Linked DNA regions of Cricetulus griseus: region 2 is linked to region 1. Evidence: chromatin contacts called from public Hi-C data. All regions are on one chromosome and are shown on one strand. Each heading gives the region's core, a stretch centred on a gene start, on an enhancer-like site or on the middle of the called end of the contact. The rest is flanking DNA. Distances are from core to core; before and after follow the strand shown. Region 1 overlaps Cobll1 (cordon-bleu protein-like 1). Region 2 overlaps Grb14 (growth factor receptor-bound protein 14).

Evidence for each region. A called contact is a pair of places that touch in the nucleus more often than the background predicts.
Region 2: a contact with region 1 is called in a Hi-C map of the CHO-K1 cell line, with 7 times the contacts expected there. The contact joins two enhancer-like sites. A contact is called at or near these places in 3 of 8 Hi-C or Micro-C datasets (the CHO-K1 cell line and fibroblasts).

What each region holds. Positions count from the first base shown.
Region 1 is chr6:109,952,515-109,959,208 of CriGri-PICRH-1.0, reverse strand. Cobll1 (cordon-bleu protein-like 1) reads right to left here. Exons shown (of 17, transcript XM_027420295.2): 7 at 5,647-5,744; 8 at 5,322-5,546. Among named protein-coding and RNA genes, the nearest start is that of Grb14, 100 kb to the left of the region's middle. Within about 2 kb of position 2,503, at least 2 of the 6 cell types and tissues checked have open chromatin away from gene starts, as enhancers often do. A contact at or near this core is called in the CHO-K1 cell line and fibroblasts, where this site is marked.
Region 2 is chr6:110,110,836-110,117,529 of CriGri-PICRH-1.0, reverse strand. The region is part of intron 2 of Grb14 (growth factor receptor-bound protein 14); the gene reads right to left. Among named protein-coding and RNA genes, the nearest start is that of Grb14, 58 kb to the right of the region's middle. Within about 2 kb of position 2,704, at least 2 of the 6 cell types and tissues checked have open chromatin away from gene starts, as enhancers often do. A contact at or near this core is called in the CHO-K1 cell line and fibroblasts, where this site is marked.

The DNA.
Region 1 (6,694 bases), core at 1,254-3,753:
TTTTAAACTACACTATGTAGGAAAAAGATAAAACTGGGTAAAAGAGGAATGCAAAGCATTCCTAAAATATTTAGTCAGCTATTTAAAACTAATACTCTGGGTATTAAATTTCACTTGCATAATAGTAGATGGCAAGGAGTTTCAGTTTCTCAATATTTGAATGTTTTCTGTAGCAGCATGCAAATTGAGACCAAATGAAATGCCCAGAAGGGATTATTCCTTTACTGTGCTTTCAGCCACAACCCTATCCCAAAGGAGGTCAAACACCATGCTAGTGGCCAGGGGAAAAGCTATTCGTCGTTGTATGCCCAGGATTCTAAGCAGTAAGACTACACCAAATATGCAAGTGAAAAATTCTCCACAGGTTTTGAGAATTCTGTGGGTGAAGTTTTCTAACCATTTCTTTTTAACTCTTCTACCTCCACTCGAAACATAAATAAGCCTAAGAGGTTAACTGGCCTAAAAGGCAAGGCCATCCATCCTCTGCCTACTGGTTTTGTTAAATGTGTTTTCAATAGACAACAACTGAGTATAAGAATTGGATTCCTATACTTAGCTTTAATTCCAAAATTCTGTATTAGTTTTAAGTCAATGCCACTGTGTTTGACAATCTGTCTGTATATGGTTATACAAAGGAATACCATTTTAACTGTCCATACATATAACAACAAAAGATGAATACCATATACCTTGTAACACAAATGACATTTCAAATCACTGGGGAGAAAATGCTTAAGAAAATGTTCTGAAACGTTTCAGGAAAAACTGCTAGAAATTTTCCAATTGGAAATTCATTTTGAAATGAACATTTTCATAGAATGCAATACATTCTTTTATAGAGAAAATGACATGGGGCTGAAAATCATGCCAAAGTGTACAGAAAATTTATGTACATGAAAAAAGACATGATAGCCCTGACTTAAATGGAATGACAGTAAAACTTATTCTTTAGATGGCCTGTTCCATCAGAAATCCCACAAAGGTTAGGATAGGGTATTTTGTTAAGTTGGTTTAATGAACACTTTTGGGAAGAGCACAAGCAACTGTCAAAATTATACTGAAAAATCAACAGTCAGCTATGTGAATAATCCCAGTGTTTGTTCCAGAATCACTATCCAAGTACCTCAATTTGCCAATGTTGAGAAATGTCCTGGAAGAATGAGGCAAATTATTAAATATGGAGAGCCAAAAAGTAGAAGAGATGTAGTTAATACTTTTATTCAAAAACAGACACATTTAGAGTAAGTATTGATTAACAAAGGTGACCACTGGACCAGTGACTACTTAAAAGGTGACCAAAATGAACCAAAGGTTAAAATGAAAATGTTGTTCATTATAAATGTTTTTCATGCATTACTAATACTCATATTTCTAGTTCACTTTTCTGTCACTTTACCAAACAAAATAAGGTTTTCTAACATAACATAACCATTTCAACATTTTCTTTCTTCTTTTTTAAAGATGTGTTAAAGGGGGTAAAAATGGAAAAATTGGAGTGCTGTACTTCTGTTAAACAGCGCACCCTTGTGGTTTATGCTGCATCACAAGCAATAGCAGTTTTGGTCATACATATTTTTTTTCTTTCAGTTATGTTTGCATATTTCATTGCTATTACTTTCAATGACTAGAAACATAACATTTGTTAAAAATTCAACTAAATTGTTCAAGTAGATGTATATGTCATTACAATTTATATTTTTATTTAAAATTTAAAACAAAATAGCAACAAAATAAATAACATTCATTCACAAGCAGATATGTTCTGCTGAACTTCATGAATACTTGAATATAAACATCAACTCAAGAATTCATTATAATTTATATAAGAATCCTAGCAATAGGCACACACGAATCAAAACACACAAGACCGATTCAGAGAAAGTGATTTTTCTCTGTAGAGCATTCTTCATCAGGAACCAATTCTGTGGGGAAGGGTGATACAGAGGACAGAGGCAGCCATACTCCATTATGAAAGGATCAGAAGCGAGACTTCACATAAGCATAACCACTCAAATGTCCTGCCTAGAGTTCAAAGAATCCTGAAACTGATAAGGAATAGAGTTTCAAATGGAAAGTTATGATCAGTAAATAGATGAACCTGAGATCCCAAAAATGATGGCTGGTAACAGTTTCTGACTTGGGAAATGGTAAATAAGAAACACAAATGTGTCAGTCAGCCACAGAGAGCAATATGAAGACAAGTTAAGCATGTTCTGACTCTCTACTCTGGATTTTTCTAGAGATGATTTGAGCAGAGGGAGACACTATGAGAATACATGAAAGCCTGCTCTCTAGTAGATATGAAAACTATAAAACACACACCAAGATGAGTTTGGACTTTTGACTACAGAGTAAAAATGGGGCTGCATTTAGATGTGCTGATTTCCATACAGTGATGAGTCGTTATTCACGTGTTCAAATTTAACCACAAGAATATAAAGATTGGAATGACAAAGTCGGCATAGTAATTTCCTAGGAATGCTATAAAAACCCACAATGGCTTAAAACAGGAATCTAAAGGCCAGAAGTCTGAAACCAGAGCATGCAGAGAGCCATGCTCCCTGCCCTTTCCTGATGTCATCTCTGGTGACTTCCAGTGTTCCTTATGGCAGAACACCCAGCTTGGCCTGGGTGTGCACATGGCCTTTTCTTCTGTCTCCATGCTGTGTCAAATCATCTAAAATGGATCCTAGCCTTTGTATTTGGGCTCAACTTAAAATAAGATGGTGGTACCTCCAAACTGAAATCCATATGCACACCCTCTATTTCTAAGGCAAGTCATATTTATAAGCATTAGGGCTTAATGAAAAACAGTTAGAGGGACATATGTAGACAAGCAAAATGGAAGCAGGCTTCCAGAAAAGTGGAATTCTTATTCCCAGAAGGCACTGTGAGGAGAAACTGTAGGTAGGTTTCTAAACAAGAACAATGGGGACAAGGTGAGGAGCCAGGGGCCTAAAAAAAATTGATGCCAGGAGCCATTCAGTGGATTCCAAACCTTAGAAGTTGTACCCTGGTTACATTAGGACCTGAATACAACTCTGAGAGGAGCATTATTCAAACCACTACAGTTGAGTTCATCTCACAAATTCAACAACAACAACAACAAAATAAATACCTTTCTTCAAGAGTTGAGTAAGTGGACTTAAGACCTTAAGACCATAGATTCAGGTATGGCCAGTACAGAAAACAGGTAATGAATAAAGAAAGTAACAGTAGTACTTAAAAGCAGGATAGACAAGACACACACACACACACACACACACACACACACACACACACTCCTAAGTTATAAGGAGACTATGAAGATGAAAGAAGAGTTAAATGGAGGATGATTAGTCACATAAAAATCTATCCATGAGTCTAAGTGCTGAGAATGCCTAGTAAGGCATGAGTTCATGTGTGTACATGAACAGACACAAACAAACATAACCCCCAGCCTAATCATTAAGTATTTCGGTAATGAATAAACAAAAAATGGTTCTTCAGCTTCTCTAGGGAAAAACAAATAATTCTGGTTCCTGTTGAACAATACATCAAAGAACTATCCAGATGTCCAGATCAAACGATGAAATAATCAGAAAATTGCATAAAGATGTGTAATTTGCCAAAGGCAATATACAAAAAAAAATTTACTTAACACAGGGCACCAAGTGGTCACAGAGTGGAGGATGAGAATCAAAAGAACCAGCTTTCCATGAGGTTGCTGGTGACACAGCTCAGACATGTAAGAGGCAGACATTAGATGATCCAGACTCCCTGAGAATCAAAGCACACAAAGCTACTGGGATGGCTTGCACAAAGACAGCTGTAATAGATGTAACTTCTATACAAAGGCAAGAAGACTTTGGTAACTACATGAGCATATAATAGTTTATATTACTATAGTTCAGTTTTAAGGTAATTAAAATGGAAAGTAATCTTCCAAAGGTTCTTGTTCCTATTAAGTAGTAGAAAGGGGCTGTAACACAAAAAGAAGCCTTTAGGACCAGCCTTGTCCTGTCTTCCTTGTATAGTTGCCAGTCTGACCCTTGCTCAGGCCTAAGCATGCCTTATCCTTGACATTCTGGAATCCGAGTGGAGTTTTTCACCCAACTATTGTACTCCTTCCCACACACATTTATGACTAAACACAAAGATCTCCTTTTCTGAGAACCACTGTCCAACTACAGAACAGATACCCTGCAAGTTTTGTCAGCAAATGACTTGGGGGGAGCGGGAGTAACTACCCTTATGTTTTGTAAGATGAAAATTTTTATACCACAACATTAACGTAGATAAGAAAATACTTAGTTTCTAAAGAGTTCATTTCTCTGGTTGCTCACCACCCAAAAATGGGATAACATCCTTCAGCTTCAATACTGGAACACCACTTGGGGTGTAAGTAACTCAAAATACATTTTTACCATCAATGTCCCTTAAATTACTCCACCTGACTATGAACAATAAAGTAGATGGCGTTATGTTCTATTACATTTACCTAAATCTCACTTATGCTCCACCTGAATAAAGCAAGGGAAGTATAGATATTTTAAGACAAATGGATCTCACAGAAAAAGATATATTGAGGGAAACTTTAATGTTAAAGATCTTTATTTTAAATTGAGGTGGTCTGGTGAGATGGCTTAGCTGGTAAAGGGGCAGGGGCCTTCCACCAAGCCTGATGACCCAGGTTCGATCCCCGGAGCTGACATGCTGGAAGGATAGAATACACACACATTGTTCTCTCACTTCCACATGCCACATACAGCACACACCTGTACTAAAATGAGTATTTTTTTTTTTGTAAATTGATAAAGCTTTACGTAGAACATCCCCTCTGGATAGACAATATGAGTAAAACAGCAGCATATTCCAGTAAAGGGTTTGTTTTTAAAAAACAACACTGATAGATCAAGTAAACACCAGGATGTCCCCTGGAGAATCTCTGAAGATACCAACGGTTAGAAACCCAAGAATGGAACATAACAGATGCATGTGGTTATTCAGAAGGTATGTGTTGAAGATATGCGTTTAATTCCTGATACATGCAGACAGTATAGATACCCTGGCTTAGAGGAGGTAAAGCAAGAGGGAATTTATATGTCATGTATTAGCTTGAGGATGGAAGTGTTTTAAAACTGACATTCATTTAAGATATGGTAGAGTATCCATGACCTTTTTCTATCAACCTTGTCAGTAACTATTCCACTGAGTGCATATTAATAACTGTTTCTTTCTCAGTAGTCTATGTGGAAATGGACAACTTAAAGAGAGAAAAACAGACGCCTCCCTACATCAACCTGAAAACAAACAAACAAACAACCCCAAACCCAGTGCACCTTGTCATTGTCATCCACACTGGTGGATCTCACCACACACGAAGCTCGCCTCTCTTGGCCTTGCGCATCACCCTGGGATGTGGGCATGGGGGGCAGCGGGGCACGTCTCTTCTTGGGTGCATCTGAGGGTAGCGTGTTGGAAATGTAGGGTTTGGAAATGGTGTTGGACCTTGTAAAAGATGGGCGGTGCTTGCTCACTAGTGGGGTCGCAGGCGCGCTGGCAGTCTAACAGAGAATCAAAAAGCAAGGCCAGTTTATAATCCAAGCAGAAACCACTGTAAAAATACTCGTTAAGAATCTTAACATGCGGCATAAAAATGCTTACTTGCTCCCGCTTTTTCTTACTGCGTTGGAAAAAGCTGAAAATCCCTCTGTTTTCTTTCTCCTTCACGATGTCCGGGGTTTGTGACATTTGGCAGGATTCTGAAGAAGATGAAAAACAATTTCCTTTTTTGTTCATGGGTGTAACTCATTTCCAGTGTTTCTTTTCTAGCCTCTCCTTTAAAAGCTTTTCTGGTGATGAACGTTGCCAGTTACAGCTACTCAGCTAGGCAGCAAATACCTTATCCAATTCTCAAAGCAACAAGAGAATGTAGTTACCGCTTTAGACCAGAGGCAAATAAAGCTTAAAGAAGCTAAGACACACAGCCAAGGTCAAGAGGCAGAGCTAGACAGCAAACTCAACTCTTTATGCACTGTATCGTTACCAGCATTTCAGATGCAAAGTAAGAAGATTACAGCATAGTAAGTGACACATGATGCTTCTCTCACACAGCTTGTCCTTTTGTTTATTTCAGCTATAATTTTGTCAGAGCTAAACAACCATGAAGTGTTATTTCACTCTCAAAACATGAGCCATTATAATTACAGCTGTCACTCTATATGCAAGTACACTTCAATGGATACAAACAAACCCCACATGGAAAATGCTCCAAGAAAAATTAAACCTGCACTGAATACATACAGATTTTTTTTTCCTGGCCATCATTCCTGGTCGAAAACCTACCATAATGACCATTTACAACGTATTGGGTGTCAGAAATAGTCCTGAGATGACTTAATGTATATGAGGGGTGGTGAGTAGAGGCTAGATGCAAGCACTAGGCAATTCTTTATCAATGAATTGAGTTTCCACAGATTTGGATGCCCACAAGGGTTCAGAACCAATCTCCCCTAGGCACTGAGGGAAGAATGAACCAGATAATGTGTCACAAATGCTATTTGTTTAACCTAGTAGTTCTACTGGGGCCAAAATTACCAGGCCCTAAAAGGTTAACATTACAAAAACTGGACTTCAGTTAGAATGGTAATCATCAAACTTCAAGACTGTATCCATAATACTTCTCTAACCACCCCCAAAAAAGTCTGTTTCC
Region 2 (6,694 bases), core at 1,455-3,954, 160 kb before region 1:
ACTTATACAGATCTGTTCAACAATTATTGTATGGGATCTCTTTTCTTCAGAGCTGTGGAGATGTAGACCAGAGCTGCACTGACCATAAACACAGTGACCATGGGCAGATGAAACCCATATGGAAAAAGCCACATGGCAATATGATGAATCTCAGTTCCCAACACAATTCATATGCTGAAACCTTAATTCCAGAGTGACAGGATGACCTGTGTTGTGGCCTTTGGGGAGTGGATCAGACAAAGTTGTGGCTCTCCTGAATGCAATTAATATTTTATGAAATGAGTCATTCGATGATTCTGAGTGGTGGGGAGACTTAACACACCTACAAGGTGTCTTTCCTGTCACATGTGAAATTCCATCGGGAACTCACATCTGTGCTGTATACTGCCACACCCATGTTTATTTTGGAAAATTCCAACTTCTATTTCACCTGAATTCAAATGAGAAGGCTATCTTGAATGCTCAGGACTTCATGATGTGCCCTCACCTGTGCTAGCAAGCCCCCATCTTCAGGAAGGTTTCTATGTATTCACTATTTACATCTGTACCACAGTGACCTTAAGTTGCCCTGCCAAGAAGATGCAGTTACAATCCACTGCAAAGCCTACTAGCACTCTGTACACAGTAAATATTCAATATATCTTCTTGACATTCAAGCTGAAACTATTTTCCACCATGGGAAATATAATTACTCAAAAATATCTTCGTTCAGGAAAGTTGTTTCTACATACAGTTTTTAGTGAAGGGAAAAAAATTCCAAGTAGGAACTAAATCAATATGACAGACTCAGGTTACAAAGTCATTGAGTCAGCCATGGAGCATCATGATTGTCGCCGAATTTTCCTTCGTATCACCTGTCTCTTTGTGACTTATGTGGAGTTTCACTGTGCCATGTTATCATCTTGCTAGACAGTAGCTCATGAGGGCATGCCTCCTACATCTGGGTCTGGGTTAGACCAGGGCTGACTTTCTAAGGGACACTTCCACTGTGCCCACAATGCTGTGCTTACAGTGGCCTTGACCAAACTCTAGAAGGCGCTCCTGCCAACATCCATGTGGGCATAACCATTGGGTAAGCATGGGAGCACCAGTCTCAGTGGAACGATTTTGTGTCCTGGAGTGAGTGATGGTGAGTCCTGGAGCCAAAAACAAGGAAGGGTGACTGAAGAAGGATGGGTGAGCTGGAAAGGGCCCCTCAGTCTCCAGATCATCCCGGGTGCTTTCTTACAGCAAACCCTCTTTACCTGGTGTAAAAGAAGCCTACTTCTTACTTTCCATGTCCACCTTTATTTCAAGGAAGTTATGAAGATGCAAACGCTAGAGACACTCAGAAGTTCTGCTGGATTGTAAATGAGGGCAAGGAAAGCAAAGCAAGAGCAGGATAGAAGGCTGGGAAGCAAAAAGCTTAACCACCCATCCAGGAAACCCCACTGCTTCATGCAGCCTCTATTGTTACAAATGTTGAAGATTAACAAGAATTGAGATATGTAAACTAAGAGCCTCATAATATTTTATTATACCTGTCAATTATATCCATCACTAGCATGTAAGTACCAGTAAATTAAATTGAAGAAGCAAAGCCAACAGAAACTTTTCTTGAACTTGGCTCCAAAGGCAACTGAAATCTATGGAGTAAGTGTTATTGATTTTTTAAAAAAATGTACTGAAAAGAAACAATACTTCAGTTTGGACTCCATTTCAAAGCCTGATTTTGAAAAATGAAGACTTATTTAATGCTGATGTTAATGCTGATGTTTTTCAAATATACACTTCTGTATATATGTACTATGTGCATATATATGTGCTTGGTATGTGTGTGCACATGTGTATATGAGTGGTATGTATGTACATGTGTGAATATGCTTGTGTGGTATGTGTGTGTGTATATATGCTGTATATGTGGTATGTGTGTACATGCACACCTGTGGGGCTTATGTTGGTATGTGTGCATTTATATGTTTGCATGGTGTGTGTGTGTGTGTGTGTGTGTGTGTGTGTGTGTGTGTGTACGTGGTAAGATTTTATCTAGGTTAGCATTTCTCTTCAGCATATCCCTGGGTTCTCTGGAATCCACTCAGTAATAGAACATTTTTCAAACTACTAGTCCAGGAAGAGAATATTCTGTCCTGTGTCTATCTGTCTCCTTTAAATATGTGACAAGAGAAAGATAACTAAGCCTCAGCCCTCAAGTGCAGTTAGCATCTTGCAGAAACATCACTACACAAAAACCTTCCTATCTAAGGAAAGAAATGAGCTCTGCACAGAAGCCACAGAAGCCACAGAAGCCCCAGGACTACTGTGTGTAAAGCCCAAGCTTGGGCTGTTCAGGATGTGGGAAAACAAACAGCACACTGTTCTTCAGTTCCCTTAGACCGTAATATTAGTATCCTCTTTCCTCTACAGCTGAAAGCTAAAAAGGGCTAAATCTTATATAATCATGCTATTTAATAAAGGACTGTCATACATTTCTAATTAAGTGTCCCAAACTCCCAGCTTATTTTATAGTGTGAAGAAAATAGGGTGAGAATACTAATGTCATTTGAAATTGTACGAGAGAGAGGGAGAGAGAGAGGGAGAGAGAGAGAGAGAGAGAGAGAGAGAGAGAGAGAGAGAGAGAGAGAGAGATTCTCCTTGGATCCAAAGAATAGGGACCAACTGGCTTCAGCAATAGTTGGACAGCTGAGTAACAAGTGACTCATCCCTCTGAGTTGTCTGTTTATAGCATCTCTCTAGCATAAACAGACTACTCCAGGGAAGCCAAGGTGTATGCAATGGCTACGATGAGAAATCCTTCAGTGTGAACGGATGACCAACAAACTGAACAAGCTGAACCATTGCAGCCTTCAGAGCAGGTTACAGCTTCAAAATTTGCTCCAGCAGCACATGCCTGAAGCATGAGAAATCACTGGTCACATGACATAGCCTTTGCAGAGACACAGTCTGTAATGGGGTGAGTGCATTCATTTACAGGCATATCCTAGAGCATATATTTAAACCCTTGATCCATCAATTCCCTTTCTTCCATGTAAAGCAGAGGAAAGAGATTTCAAAACCTACCTATTCATTTAAATAGGAGACACAACAACAGCAACAAACAAACAAAAAATGGTTCACTTCAGACCAATGTTTGAGAGCCCTAGACTTAAAGAGACAAAACACTTCAAATAGAAGCTAAAAGTTGTGTCTAAAAAAACTAAAATCAAGACAGAGTCTGAGAGTGAGGACAATACACACTACCTTGCTCTCAGAGTTCTCTGCAGATTTCTGTGAAATCACCTGGAATTTGATTCTAAGAATAGATTAATGGAGAAGCCCTTGGAAAACAGAGCAGACGCTAAGCAAGGCCCTTCCTTGTCCCCATTGCTGCCCACAGCAATGGATGCTAAGGGGATTCCCAGTCCCTTTCAAGCTGCACACACTCAAGAGCAGTGGGAATGGGTCAGGATTGTTGATTGGATTGAGTATTTTAGAAGGGCTTTCGAAACTGACATCATGGGAAACTGATAAATGCCCCAGAGTTCTGCCCCCATTGTCTTTTGCTTCTTCAGAGGGTGGTACAGGGCTTGTCATTCAGTAGGGGTAGGGAGGATTAACCAGTAAAAATAAAAATCAATAGAATGGAGTAAGAGAAAGAAAAAATGGCAAACATGGAGGAATGATGTCTGGGCATTGCTGTAACCGGATTTCTCTTGTGCTGAAGTTTCTATTTTAGGAAAAATTTGAGCTCGGGTACTGTTAACTAATATTGAATTTAAAATAATAGAAATGAATCTTACAACAACTAAAATTTAAAAATTTTAAGCAGAAAGCTTCACTATTTTATCCTATGTACTAATTGCATCTATCATTAGCATGCAATTAGTAGAAAATTAAAGTTAAGAGGAAGACTCTACAGAATGGTTCCCTGAACTCAGCTCCAAAGTGGAACTTATTTTGTTTCTAAAATTCTTCCAGTTTATCACCAACTAAAGTTAGATTACAAAACATCTTCTAATGGTTCGAGATTCCTTGTTGTTTTTTTAACAGATAGGAAATGTACTTAAATGTATTTTTATAGCAAGGTCAGAGCAGCCTCAAATCTTCACATTCTTCTAAATAAGGAATGCTGTGGCCCGAGATAAGAGGAGACAGTGGGGGGATTTTGAATTAAACAAGCCTGCATATTTGCTTAAGGGTATGGGAATAATGAATTCATTAGTTCTTATTCCATATCTTGTTTTCAAACACTGGATCTCTAAAATGCCACCCCCATTCAAGAAACACTGTTGCTTTCTTGTGTCTCTACTGCACTCTTCTCCTAGTTGAAACACGGAGAGCAAATGAGGACAAAGGAGGACATGGCTCAGAGACACCACAAAATAAAGTCTTAAATTTGAGGGAAATATTTAACAAGTATTACACCTAAGCACAAACTGTGCATTTTTAACTAGAGTAATTCAAAACAGGTAAGTGTCACTAATATTAACTTTCAGGAACTGACATTGCATGATCCACCCCATCCACTGCCTCTGCATGTCGGCCTCATTCCACATAATCTGCTCCTGCCTCCCTGACTCCAACCATCCTTTATCCCCCTCCATTTCTTACAAGAGCCACGCTCTTTCCAGAACACAGGACCATTGCACTAGTACACGTACTACAGGTAATATACGAACCATCTCCCTACTATATGAACATCTTCCCTAATATCTCAAACATACCACTATTACTATGATGGAGGTTTCAATGGCCTTTCCACTTTAGGGCCAGAGTGTCTACTCCAGGTCTGGTGTACCTATGCCATCAATACCCAAGCTCCTTGCTACTCAGAACGCCACATGACATCAGAGTTATAGCTGCCTCCTACGACCTCTCCAGCAGCTAGTGGAACACAGGGCTCACAGTGCACAATTGAAACAGTTATTCCATAGTGAATGGAGTCATTGTCTATAGCCCCATGTGAGACATTGGGGATTGCACAGCAGCAGTATCAAGCCCTCAAGTTTGAAACCACACATGAAGACCAAAGAGAAAATATTAGCAAGTTTTCATGGCTTTTCTCAGCTGAACAAAGTCCAACCAGGGGATTGTGGTGGTGTGTTGTCATATTTGGGGTTGTGTGAAAAGTTAAAACACATAGGGAAAAACCTGGGTGGAGCAAATATTATGAGAAAAGATACTGAGAAAGAAAAAAGCAAATATAACAATAATGGTAATTAATACTTTTTCAGAAAAAAATCCAAAGTGCAGAGACTAGGGCTGCCTTCACAGGACTAGTGAAGCTTCACCCTTGCCAGCAGACCACAGAGGGAAAGACCCACTGGGTACCTCTTTCTCTTGGTACTACCACAATGAAGGACCATGTTTACAACATCCAAAAAAGAAGACAACTCTCCAAACCAGCTGGGAATATAATAATAAGGTTTAAAATACAAGTTTTTGCATGGCTTTGGTTGAGAGTGGCAAGACAATAGACTGTTGATTAGCCTCATGGTGATGAAATCATCAGGGAAAGTCTTTAGCTACAAAAAGAAGATCTGCCCTGGACCTTTTACTCACATTTGGAAGATCTGAGTTTGGGTAGGAAGGTCTCTCAAAGTCCTATTGACCTGGGGTCTTAAAGTTCATCCCTAACCTTTTTCCTCTTAAGACCGCCTCAGGATGAATGGCCAACGAGTTTCCTGTGTGGGAATGCTGGCTTAGCAGTTATTTGTTTGCTGTTCTGCTTCATTTGGACAGTTAGCAGGAGTGCCTGAACAAAGACAGCAGACTCAAGACTCACGAACCTGCAAAACCAGGGATCTAGTTCTACAAGCAGACCCAGAATGCACTGGGAGAATATTTAGAATATACCAAATTAGTTCACCTTCCTGCATTGGTGAAAATGGCCTAGTGCAGCCTCAATAGTGGACATGTCCTAAAGTTGACCTGGAAAGAGATTCCAAATTGCCACATATGAGACCTGGCTCACAGCTAGGCTTCCAACCTAAGCTACTTCCACATACATATGCACACACCTACACACTACATTTCTATGCATTTGAATCTAATGTGTGTTATAGAGTTAAGTCACAAATCCCATACTAAGTGCCCAATGACTTCATCCAAGACATGTCTCTGAGCAGTTTGGTTTTTTTTTTTTTACATTTTTAATTAATTTCTTTTTTACATTCCAATCCCAATTCTCCCTCCCTCTTCTCCCACTTCCCACACTCCCTCCCCAACCCCACCTCCCATCTGTTCCACAGAGAGGGTAAGGCATCCCCTAGGAAGTCTACTAAGTCTGCCCCATCATTGCTTTGAGACAGGACCAAGACACCTCTCCACACCTACACCCCTCTGTCTAGGCTGAACAAGGTATCTCTCCACATAAAATGGGCTCCACTAAGTTAGTTTGTGCATTAGTGTTAGATCTTGGACCCACTGCCACTGTCCTCACATATTGTCTTGGCTGCACTATTGTCGCCTATATTAAGGGAGTCTAGTTCAGTTTTATTCAGGCTCTCCGTTTGGAGACTGGAGTCAGTGATCTCTCACTAGTTCGGGAAAACTATTAGGTTTTCCCCACCTAATAGTCTGTTTTAAACACATGTATTTCATCTAGGACTAAGGTACAAATCTTCACAGCTGCTAACACTTAGTCATACTTAAAGAAGAACCCACTGGTCAAGCTCATGGTGGGCACAGTGTTATCCGGCTATCTCCTTTTGTTTTT